Regions from separate parts of the Capsicum annuum genome. Here region 2 is linked to region 1. A link is a contact called in public Hi-C data. All regions are on one chromosome and are shown on one strand. The core of a region is the stretch at or near the end of the contact, and the rest is flanking DNA. Distances in the headings are between cores, read along the strand shown. Region 1 has its middle 120 kb from the start of LOC107867825. Region 2 holds the start of LOC107867825 (sucrose transport protein).

Region 1 (6,584 bases), core at 1,259-3,758:
TCTCCCATCCTATAAGGACAATATTTACTTTCGAGTGAAGCATCTAGAATCCTCCTGAATTATGACCAAATTTGCTATGACACTCTCCAACTTCATGGGGTCCTATTTCCCCTCTGAAATTAATTTTAGTGTATTTTTGTCATTCTTTTGTACTGACGTAGCATGTTTGTCAATCTTTTTAGCTGACGTGACATCTTTAACGTAGATTCTATTTATATGTAATAAATATGCCACATGAACACAAAAGGATGCCAAAAATTACGCTAAAATTGAGTTCAAAAATGTAATAAGATCTTTGTGAAGTTGGAGTGTGTCGTAGCAACTTTGGCCATAGTCTCTTTACTTTCTTAAATCTATTAAGAAAAGGAATTTCCAAAAATAATAGAAATTATGATTTCCAAATATATAATTAAAAAATTCAAGACATAATAAACAAATTGACAAAGAATATTGTGTTTTTATTAAAGGTGTAAATTGAAAAATGTTGATATGAAGAGCACTGAGAAATGAAGGGGCATTGAAAGAAGGAAAAAAGGAAATGAAATGTTATTTCTCTCTCATTAGCAGAATAGAGGAATACTTTTGTCTTTTTAATAAGACACACTTCTTCTAGCTAGTAAAGCATTGAGAAAGAAGTACCCCTCGCGTCGTCGTCGTCGCTCGATCAGCTCGGCTTTGGTTTTGACTTTTTCTTTGTCTTTGGCAAATGATGTGGTTGATTGATAATCTTTTTGAACGAAATTTATCTTTTAATTAATTAATTTCTCTTTTACCTAATATTAATTTGCGGAAATAAATTATTCTTTTTGAACAATCATATCTGTTTCTGAACAGACATTTATCTTCTCGAACAATTCAATTTTTTTCGAATAGGAAAGTTACAAATATTCAGAGGCTTTGCCCCATTTCATTTACTGAAAAACGAAATACTATTTAAAAAGAAAATAAAAAGCAGACTTATTTTTCTTTCATCTTTTGCAATGTATTTTTTCAATGATAACAGTAAGTGTGATTTACTTTTTTTCGTTGAGTTTGTCAAAGTTCAATAATTTTGATTGTCAGTGATGCAGAAGTGTGTTCTATTTTATCTTAGGAGAAATTAATTCAAACCTTGAGCAATTATAAGGAGATTAAATTCTTTAAGGAAACACAATTTGTTGTTGCCTTGGAATTTCATTTTTTTTTCTATCAGTTTTACTGATTCAAATTTTACAGAAATAGCAAAGAATAGAGCTATATCAAGCATTGATAACTTCCCAACTTGAAATAGAATAGATTTAAATAAATTATTGTCTTAATATATAGATTATAGTCTATTCTAACTATGGTAAAGTGTAAACATAACTCTAACAAACTTACCTAACTATAACTAACTCAACCGGCTTTTTAATTAAGCTAGGAATATGTGCTGATTTCCAACAATATTTTCACATAGTAGTCCCATGGAAGGCTCTGATGGGTGGTTTTGCTAGAATAGGTAATAATGAGATTCCTGTTTTAGTATAGAGACCCGAGAAGAAGAGGTAATCTCTGACATTTTACTTATACTTTACTCTCAACTTTGAGAATTTCAACTTATATCAGAGCAGGGAAAGCGGAGATGCCGGTAATTATATACGTAGTAATGAATGCCCATCTTTCTAGTGGAGCAATCCTATGGTTAGGAACGTGACAAGATGGTGTAAGAACGACATTTGCCGTCTTATCCTTGTCTTTATACACTAACATTTTACCACAATCTCCAATCCTTCATTGGAGAGATCAGTTGATTCCTTCTTGAGGATTGTTGGAAAATAGAATGAAACTTCTTGCTAAATCACGCTCATGAAAATGCAAGATACCACTGCGGTAGATTCTTCCACGGAAGTCCACAAAGGATAAAAGACATAACCCTCGCAATGTATTTCCACAAAGTGGAGTATGGTCCATGAGATGATAATATTGTGCTAACAACATTAGCATGGTTCAGTCGGTTCATACATTTGATACTTAAATTCCATGATGAATTAATTACTTGATTGTATATGAGTGAATCTGGTGGGCGTAGGGAGACTGAGCGCGCGACATTTCTTTTTGTGTAGGTGAAACATCTTATTTGATATGCTATATATCAAAATATGTTTAATGAACTTATTTTGATTGTTCTATAAATCTTTTTCTTTACTCTGTACAACTAGCTAGGTTCTTTAAATTCCATGATAGGCTCTTTACTTGACTTGGATTGCACATTTGTACTCCCATGGGTCATGGTGAACCCTACATTTATTTATGTGTAGGTGAGATATTTTATTTTGATTTGCTATACATCAATGTAATGTTTAATATGAGTTGTTTTAATTGTTTTATATCTTCTTTAGTCCATACAGATTTGTTATTGTTTCAGGTGGATGAACAATGATTTCATTGATCACTGACTTGGTTGCCGACGAGTATTCCTGTATATGGGCCAGGGGTAGCCCTACATTTGTTTATGTGCATTAATGTGACTTTTTTTTATTGTTGTAGATATGCTCCATTCGTTCATGCACATACGTCCCATTAGTTGGGCAGAATTTTGGATATTTAGATTGTATAATAGACGTGTCACTAAAAAGAAATGGAATTAGCGTAGCTAAATGAATTTTTGACTAATCCATCACTAATTAGCTGTGAACTGCAGCGTTATAGAATCTATTCGTCACTAATTTTTAGTGTTTACGTAATGTGTCCGGTGGCAAATTCATAAATTTATATAAAGAAATTCAAAAATTGCTAGAATTCCATACTTGGAATTTAAACTTGTAACCTTAATCTTTTTTTTTTAATCTCTTTGCCACTACTCTAGAATTTTTATTTATATCATTGTGAGTAAAACTTTTATATAATCAATACAATTCTCTATTATTTTTATTTTTCTGACAAAATATATTCTCTAGATTCTACATAGCTCGGGGCTTGCTAGGACAATTAATTTGTCCTATATCTTTCCCTTGTACATTTGTCCTTCCGATAAAAGAGATATTCAATCGAATTCTCTTGATTCTACATAGCTATGCTCCTGGGCATTGCTAGGATAATTAATTCGTCCTATAGCTCTCCTCACCCATTTTTCTTTAAAATGCATAAATTGACATTACAAGTTTTGTCAAATCGATATTTATGTGAGATATGTATGTATAGTCATAAGACATAACTCATAATTCCAATTTCTTGAAGTTACCAGTATTAATTACTCATGTTGTTGAGTGCTGGCCTGAGGCCTAGCATGTATTCCACGTTAGTATTGTTGTCTCAAACGTTGTTTGCTTTTTACGTTAAAATTGCAGAGACATGTTCAGATGATAATGAAAGAGATGTGTCATAGTTTGGGATCAACTACAATGACAAATGAAGGGATTATTAATTGTGGAATTAATTTAAAAGCTATTAATAATGTAGCCAAGTGTAATTCTGAATTTCAAAACCAGTTATTTGTAAGAATTTCAGTTTAATTCATTTTGTTAATACTATTATGAATAAAAGTTGTATAGTTGTAGAATAGTCTAGAATATACCACCTTTAGTTTAATTTTCAACTAGTGTCTATGCTTTTCGTTAGGTATAATGTTTAGGGCGAAAACACAAGGCTTGTGGAGTGTAGGGCCAACTTGGGACAAGACTCAGGATGTGTTTGGTACGAAGGAAAATGTTTTCATGAAAAATATTTTTCTCGAAAAATAAGTTGATTTCTTACTTGTTTTCCTATGTTTGGTTGGTGGATGGAAAATATTTTTCGGAAAATATTTTGTAATGTTTGGTTGGAAAATGAAAAAATAATTTTCAAAAAATACATTTTAATCTTTAGCTAAAGTATAAAAATACATTTTAGAAAAATATTTTTTTATCTCAAAAAATATTTTTTGGGATGTGTTCGATATGAAGGAGGAGAAATATTTTCTAAAAAAATAAGTTGTTTCTTAGTTATATTTAGGGGTGAGCATTTAGTTTGTTCGAATTGATTGCTGAATATCAGTACGGTTTTTTGGTTTTCGGATTGACAAAAAATAACAATCATAACCAAACGAAAATTATTTTGGTTTGGTTCATTTTTTACAGATTCGGTTCGGTTATTTCGTATTTTTATTTCGATTTTGAAAATTAAAGTAGTGACCTTTTAAAATTGGTGATTTTTCTAGAAAAATAATCTTTTTTCAAACTTATTTTCATTCTCAAATATAATTAATTCAATACGAATAAAATAATCATAAATATCGACTTCGCCGAGTCATCACCGTTGGCGTGACGACAATGGACACACGCGGCAGCGACTGTCGATGGCAGTGACGAACTGAGCAAACAAACTGAGCAAACGACTGCAACTGTCGTTGGTGATGTTGAATGAACTGAGGATGGATGAGCGTCGTTGCAGCCTTCACGTTACTATTACGGTCAAAAGCAAAACAACTTATTAGGATTTAGGTTTACTAAATGATTATAATTTATATATTTATATGTTATATTAGATTATATTATATTTTTAGTAAATTTATATATAATATGAAATATATATATATATATATATATATATATATAAATTATAATATATTATTTATATAATTTTGGTTTTTTGATTTATCCGATTTTTTTTTTTGAAATTTCGAAAACCAAACCGTTTAACCAAATTTCTAAAAGTTGAAACCAAAACCAATCCGAAAAATCAAAAAAACAAATCAAAATTAAATTTCGATTCCAAAATATGTCCAGCCCTACTTATATTTGTGTGTTCGTTATGCAAATTGGATAAGTATATGTTTTCTAAAAGTATTTGTATATATTTAACAAAAATACTGAGAACGAATATGATAAAAATGGTGGGATAAGAAAAAAGTTTTGAATGGTAGAGGGTGAGGGTGGGGGTGGGATGGGGTTGGGGGTTGGGGTGGGAGATTGAGGGTCGGAGTAGGGATGGGTGATTTTGAGAATTGTATGAATATTTCAATTTAATAGTGATGTTGAAAGAGAGTTTTGGAAAATATTTTCCTTACTTTTTCAAGGGAAGTCATTTTCCTTAGTTTTAAGGAAAATGAGTTGATTTGTAAAATATTTTCCAAAACCTGTAATCCAACCAAACAGGAAAAAACTGAAAAACATTTTCCAGAAAATATTTTCCTTCATACCAAACACACCCTCAATGTAAGTCCTTGGCAATATCTTGTAGGGAAACACTAGTTCAATCCGGACCTACCTTAGTTACTTCCTTGCGTACTTACTACTTCCTCCGTTTCATAATAAATAAATTGTTGGACTTTGGCACCAGATTAAGAAAAAGAATCAAAGACATAAATTTAATATAGTTTCCATTTTTACCCTTGTTTAAAGTATAGAATCATATTTATTTTACTTTGTTTCAGGACCCCTTGGCTGTCAAATCCTCAAGGATAAATTTGGAAAAAAAACTCAATGATTCACTTATTTTGAAACACCAAAAATACTCCAACAATTCATTTATTATGAAACGGAGGGAGTATTATTTTGCGTTCAAGTGCGGAGCTAGTTAAGATCTAGGGGTTTATCCCAACCCTTTTTCGGTGGAAATAATACTATTTTTATAAGTTTAAAGTTATTTTTTATGTATATATATAATAGATGCTAAACCTCTTTCTACTAGTTTGTGCGTTGACTTCTTCATATTTTGAACCCCTTAGTGAAAATCTTCACTTCGCTAATATTTATGATATATATATATATATATATATATATAAGCAGGCAGTTGAAGCAAGCAACTAGGGTTGCCATGCCTTCTTCCAGCTACCTACTTCTATCGAGGATATTTTTGTAATTTCATATTTTAATTTCAATTTAATTATTTTAGTTTTAGTTTCAACTTGTTATATATTTGAAAATTGTATAAAAAGTATTATAAATTACTATAATTAATAATTTAAATTATTTGGAGACACATAAAAAATTTTGATTGACTCAAAATTCTATCAGTGCATTATAAATTAGGATATGTTATTTAAAAATTTCGTGAAAAGTAATATAAATCGCAATAATACAGCATAAATTGGGATACATTATTTAAAAATTTTGTGGAAAGTAATATATGAATTACAATCAAACTAAAATATTTGAAAGATGTATAAAACATTTGCTTGACTTTTCAAATTTTAGCGATGTCATATAAATTAAAATAGAGAAAGTATTACTTGAAAATTACTTAAAACGTCGTATAAATTATAATATAATTAATAATTTAAGTATCTATAATTATATAACAAATTTGATTAACTTTCTCATATATTTCATTTTTCACACTTAAATGAGGACAAAAAGAGTAGCATATAGCATTTGAAAATTACGTAAAAAACATTATAAATCAATAACTAATAATGTATGATATTTAAGATATACAAAAAAAAAAATATTGTTGACTTCTTAAATTTTATTTATACCACAATAATTGAGATAAAAAAATAATATACATTGGGTTCGTACTGACACATACCCCAATATCTAATACACATGCAACATATTATTGATTAATAAATTAAAAAATGAAATGACATCATCTAGCTTTTTCTATGTTTGCTCCGATTCAAACTCTGGAATTTTCTTAATTCTCAC
Region 2 (6,584 bases), core at 1,201-3,700, 120 kb before region 1:
TTTATAATGTTAAACGTATCGTGAAAATCTAAAACTAAAAAAACAACACAAAAAATAAGATATTTAAATTAAATAAAAAAAATAAACAAGACAAAACAAATTGAACAAGAGAACTTACCGCAAGAGGAATACCAAGGAGAGCAAAGAGAGTCAAGGCACCGATCTTAACACCAGGCGTGGGAGCCATAAGTAAGCCGGTACCGGCATGGTGCTGGCGCGATTTCTCTGCCATTTTAGTAACCACAATCGTCATGGCCAAGCAAGTAGCCAAAACAAAGTTCAAAATCCCCCATAACCTCTTGGCACCGCCAATCTTCTTCCCCAAAAACTCTACCCCAAGTGACATAAACCCTAACACCACAGATTGCAACAACAATCCCAATGCTCCAGCACGTACACCCAAATCATACAACCTCCCATCACCTACTTTTCCACCATAAACTTCCTTAGCCATCCAGTCTGTATCGTACAAGAAAAACGGAAACCACGCAATCCAGTTCAAACAAGTCACCAGTAACAAAATCCACATGGGTCGTGGCAAATCCTTCAACGCCCCAAAAATCTCGCCGAAAAACGGCACTTTCGATTTTCCAGCACCAGCCAATTTCTCGTCAATTTCTTGTTCTTCTTTCTCTGGAAGTTCGCTTTCGCGGACGAAACTCAAGGCTAAGGTTGTTAAGCTGAGCAAAAGGAAGATGGCGATGAAGAAACAGCTTTTGAGATTTGCACAGTAGATGTCGCATGCTTGGGTTTTTGAGAAAGGGAAAACTTTGTAAAGCTTAGAATAGGAACCGGCAGCGTAGCCAAGAATGTTACCGACGGCCATGAAGAATGAGAAAAATGCATTTGCTGTCCTCATTCTCCCCGATTTTCCGCCGGACAGATCTGCCAGAAGTGCTCTGCATGGGCCCTGCAAAAATAAAATTGAAAGAATAATTGTATTTAATTATGACGTATTAGTAATTAATATTACTAATAAAAATGTTTTTTTTACATTTATATCAGTGCATGTGACTATTTAATTAAATTGAATAATCAACAATCACACTCTTCTTTTTGATTTGGAGGTACAATAGGATTATTAAAATTTAGTGATATATAATTAGGTGGAAGTAGAAAAAAAATACAACTTGTGAACTTTTGTAATTAGTTACTCCAATAAGTATTTAAAAAAGACACTATTAAATGTATTATTTTGAGAATAAAGTTGATGATCTTTTAAAATTACTTAAAAGGTGTCAGTAGAAGGACACTGTGGGAATGCATGTCGGATGTAAATACTACAATTCACCCATGTAAATAATTTAAAGGGCTTGTTTCAATTTCCCTCTCCGTATTTAAATTAGTGTCAAGATGCATACATATTGTAACTGTCACCGATAATGTTTATCTGCAAATCTTGAGTATTTTTAGTAAATTCTTGGATCTAATATTTCTTGTTTGTGTATATTTACAGATTTCTACAATACAATAATTGTCTAGCTGGAATTTTGGATTGCATGTAGTCCCTATATGATTATGATTATCAAAATATAGCAAGTAGCTAGTAGAAAGAAAAAAAAAACATAGTACTCAACAATTTATTTATGTCTGCCGCGAACCTGTGACGTGCGCCTACTTCTTATTGCCTTTTTAGGTTCAACATGAAAGGTAAACTACAAAATTGCTTTTGTTTAATTTTAATTTAAGTGACAAAATTTAATTTTGAAAGTTAAATAATTTAATTTAATTTTAATTATAAATTAAATATAAAATCTTTAATTTTTTTTTAATAATATATATATAAGTTAGGATTTCAAAAGGCGGCATGTAGCTTAGAAAGAAATTTACCTGTAACATATTGTTGGCAACGTCGAGGATCCAAAAGCCAACAACAAAAACAGCAATAGCACGAGGCTTAGATCCTTTTTCAAGCGGGTCACCGGAGGCATGTCCAAGGTCAGCAGCAAAACCAATAAGAAAAACAGCAATAGTAACAAGTGCAGCACCGGCGGCAATAAACGGCCGGCGACGCCCAAAACGGGAGGAGCAATTGTCACTATAATAACCGACAACTGGTTGAACAATCATACCAGAAATAGGACCGCATAGCCAAATAAAAGAGGCATATTTATGTGGAATTCCAAGTAATTGAACATAAGGTGTAAGTAAAGAGAGTTGAAGAGCCCAACCAAATTGAACACCAGCAGCTATAGAAGCGACCATTATTATTTTCCATAATTTGGATTTTGGTAAAGGCTGTTCAACTTGTAGTGAAGAGGAAACATTTAGTTTTCCTAAGCCCTCTCTTTTCGTACCATTCTCCATTTTTAGCTAAATAAAATTACTTTGTAATTGTGTGCGTATAGGGAAAAGATTTTGGTTTGAATGTTGAAGGAAAGGGGGAGAGTGAGGGGTATTTATATTGTTTTTCGGAGGCAGTGGCAATGCATGGTGTTTGTTGGAATGGACAATCAAATCCATTTAGCAATTCGGATGTGAATATTTATTTATTTAATTTATGTTTAAATAATTTTTTTAAAAAATAGTAATAAACTAATTTATTTTTTTTTGCTAAATAAGAATTTACACAGATATAAATAAAAAAATATTTATTTTTAATCAAAAAATATTTTATTCATTTGTAATATGTTATAGGATTTGACTAGATACAAAATTTAAGAAACAAATGACAGTTTGGTGTACTTAAACTTCCTCTACATGCAAGGTTCGAAGAAGGGCAAACCATAAAAGTTTATTGTAGAGAATCTTATCTTGTATTTTTGCAGCTTGAACCCGTAATGATTTCTCGATCACATGATAATAAATTTACTAGTTACTTCAAAAAAGTTTTTATAAAATTTAAAAAATAAAGAAACGTAATTGAAATTTATGACCTAAAAAATTCTTCGACATTTTTTTTGTTACAAATTATTTTATTAAAAATAAAAATAATTTTTATTTAATTATAAAAGATGACGTAAATTAAAATAGAGAATAAAAATTTATACTAATATTTAGAATAAATTATTTTCTTTCAGCGTGACTGCCACTGTCAACTGTTGAAGGCCATAAAAGGCTTTAAAACCAGCCCCCACCGCGCCACCCCCTACCCTACCCGATCCTAATATTAAGAAAAAAGAAATAGAAATAATTAACTAAAGGAAATTATTGAAATAGAACGGTATATCTAGAAATTTTAGTTTGGGTAGTATAAGTAGAAAAAATTCTAAAAAACGTACCCCTCCGATCATTTAAGGTTTTTGTCCTTTTTCAACATTTAAAAAATGTTTATTTGTCAGAAAATCGAATACTCCCCCGTTTCTTTTTTATGTGTGGTATTTTTTTGGTCTGCCTCAAAAAAAAATATTTTTATTTTTTATTTAATAATTATTTAAAATATAATTATACTTTTATCTTCATTAATTTCAATTATAAAATTTTACTTAATTAAAAATAATATATTAAATTTATCAACTCTTTTTTATAACTGAAATTTTGTGTTCGATTAAAATATGTCATATAAAATAAAATGAAGAAAGTATATTGAATGCTAGAAAGGTGGAGGCATCAAATCTTTGGAATAAAAGTTTGGAAAATAATACCAACATGGATTGTGGTGCAGCGGATGGGGCTACTCCACCCTTAATCAGAGGTCGAGGGTTCGATCCTGAGCATGAACAAAACTCTATTGGGAGTGCTACCCCCAAAATGGGGCCCTACACTACAAAAAAATTGCATTTAGCAACAGACCGATAACGTTGCTAATCAACATATATTCGTCGCTAAAGCAATTTAGAGACGAATCAACAACGGAATATGTGTCGTTGCTGTATTGCGCGTTGCTAATCATTTAGCAATGGAAAAAATAAAATTCGTTGTCAATTTTGCAACGTCATAGAGACGACTTATATCCGTTGCCACTTTGTAGCAACGAAGATATTCGTTGTTATATTTATAGATGTCGTTACTAATTTCATGTTGTATTTCGTCATTTTGATTATTTCGTGATCAAATATTTCATTGCTAGTCCGTCACTAAAAATTTGATTATTTAGTCCCTAATTTTTTAAAATTCTTAAAATATCCAACATTCACATAAAAGAACCCACATATATAGATAATAAAATCTTCTTAAAATATCCAACCTTCATACAAAAGAACCCACATAAATAGATAGCAAAATCAAACATCCACAATACCAAACATAGCGCGCAACATCTAAACACATAATTATGTGCAAAACATCCATAGTACCAAACATCAACCAGCTATCCTTAAAACAATCCACATCATCCACAATACCAAAGATAGCAAAAGCTAAACACAATTCATGAGAAGCTGAAGATGAAGTCTTTCCATAAGAAACACAAATAATTTGTCCATAGTAGCCTTTTACTTCAGATCCAAGACTAAATACTCTTCGCTTCTTTTCTCCTCCGACAGCTTGATAATATGCTTCAATTTGATCAATATCAGATTCTGATAATATTTTTTCTCGTAATATTTCTTCAAATCTTTCCTGTAATAGAGGAAGTGAAATTATAACGAATTGTACTTAAAAATGATTAGATGCCAAAAACTATTTTAAACTAAAAAAATAAGAATTAAGTAAACTACTACATTAAGATTTAGTTTTACATGGACGATTCGAGAACGTTCATCAACGAAAGATTTTTCATCATGACCATGTGTGTATGCAATCACATGGGAGAGAACATTCAACATTTCAAGGGGGTGTAAAATTTCACATACAGATAATGATCCTTGTGTTAGTTAAACTTTCTTTACATAAGAAAAGTGTATTCAAGAAATAATATATTTAAATATTTATAGTTAATTACAGAAGTTTAGAAGTTGTAGTTCATGTTTTACTAGGACAGTTGAAATCAGATGAAATTATTGATACGTGAATGATCATATGCACTCCAAAATTGTAACAGCTGGCCACTACTGAAATAAGCAAGTTGTAGATGATTATTGTAAAGTGTGAAATTTCATCAGTAGGGTAGATAATACAGAGGATTCGTATGTGACATAATACAACGCCATATAAGACATGAATTTACCACGTAGGATGCCACACAGAATATATATGTCTACACAGAGGTGGAGCCAAGATTTTTGAGTTTTATATATACTTAATCTTTTCTTCATGCTTTGCCAATTGAAATTTCCTTAACGTGTTATATTTACACCAAAGATTAAAAACTTCATTGGCGTATCAAACAGGAAACGAACAACTAAACAGGACTATATCCTTCAAAGCTCTAACATATACGAGAAAATTGATACTAACATTTTGCAACTTTAACTAAAACGGCATGACTATTTTCTAATACATATACTATGGTCTCCTATATGTTCAATTCCTATTTGAAAGTATTGTCTGGTGGGGTAATCCAAATAAGTCGATAATTAAGTGGGACATTTCCAACCACACTAAGCATAATTACTGATTTTCTTAATGGGGATCAGTTAATACTAAAGTTTCATTAAGTGAAAATAAGTAAATATGGTGGTGGTCATATAAAAATTAAGATTCATTATTATTATTCTTTAACAGAAACTGAAGGATCCAAAAATATGTCTATAATAATATTTTAGAAACCAAAATGCTAGTTGATTCGTATTAAAGTCATATAAATTTGAAAAATCTGCTCACGATTTATCAAAGAGACATATATGATACAGAGGATTCGAATAGACAACCTCAACTAGTTCGAGATTAGAATTGAACAGAAATTAAGTGGTAATTTTGTTGATCAACACAATTTCAAAAAAAATGAAAAATATCACAGTGCAGGCAGCAAGATATAGACGTGTATGCACCCGGTAAATCCGGCTTAAGGTCTACTGTCAATTTCACTGCAGTGAGAGAATCATCCTCGCCTCTCGTAGCCAACACAGCTCTAGAGTCCCCAATATTAATTACCAATAACAAGATTCTTACTCTGCCAAAAAACAAAATAAAAGAGTTCATATTTAGAATAAAATGATAAAAAAAACTAGCTAGCTTCAACTTGTTGAATATTGCATTGCATTTGTAATTGATCTTCTTCCACAGATATACACATACAACATAGACGTCAGAAAATAAAGTATTTGTTCAACTTTCAAATGATTTTTCATGTAACTGTGTACTTATCCATGACAGGAAAGGGAAGTAGATAGCCATAATATAACTATCTATAAAGAGTATGCAATAGCCAAGCCTCTCATAACATCATTCGTCATTAAACTTCTTCCACCGATATACACTTGCAACATAAAAGTCAGAAATTAAAGCATTTGTCCAACTTACAAACAACATTTTCAATTTACTGAATTTGCTTATATGAGGTCATTCACATCCTTCATTTATTTGCAATGAAATAAAGCAAATATAATGCAGTGAAGTTTTATCACTATATAAAAAAAAGTGCTAAAAAATAACTTGACAGGGTCAGAGAAAGATTTTCTGTTTAACAGATTCAAACATGACTTTTTCAGGAGCAACTTAGAGAAGATAATGTCAAACACTTATAAAATTAGCAACTTGTAAATTGTAAAGGAGTATATGATCAACACTTGAGATATCCCACTGACCAATTCAGGAATTCTTGC

The links. Hi-C and Micro-C count contacts between places; a contact is called where the count stands out from the background.
Region 2: a contact with region 1 is called in a Hi-C map of pericarp, with 3 times the contacts expected there. The contact joins the promoter of LOC107867825 here to the enhancer-like site in region 1. A contact is called at or near these places in 4 of 5 Hi-C or Micro-C datasets (bud, leaf, pericarp and 1 more).

Annotation. Positions count from the first base shown.
Region 1 is chr4:92,301,820-92,308,403 of UCD10Xv1.1, reverse strand. No RefSeq gene overlaps it. Among protein-coding and RNA genes, the nearest start is that of LOC107867825, 120 kb to the left of the region's middle. Within about 2 kb of position 2,508, at least 3 of the 5 cell types and tissues checked have an H3K27ac peak or open chromatin away from gene starts, as enhancers often do. A contact at or near this core is called in leaf and pericarp, where this site is marked.
Region 2 is chr4:92,418,235-92,424,818 of UCD10Xv1.1, reverse strand. It overlaps LOC107867825 (sucrose transport protein), which reads right to left and starts at 2,450. Exons shown (of 5, transcript XM_016714267.2): 1 at 1,831-2,450; 2 at 119-910. The coding sequence starts at 2,307.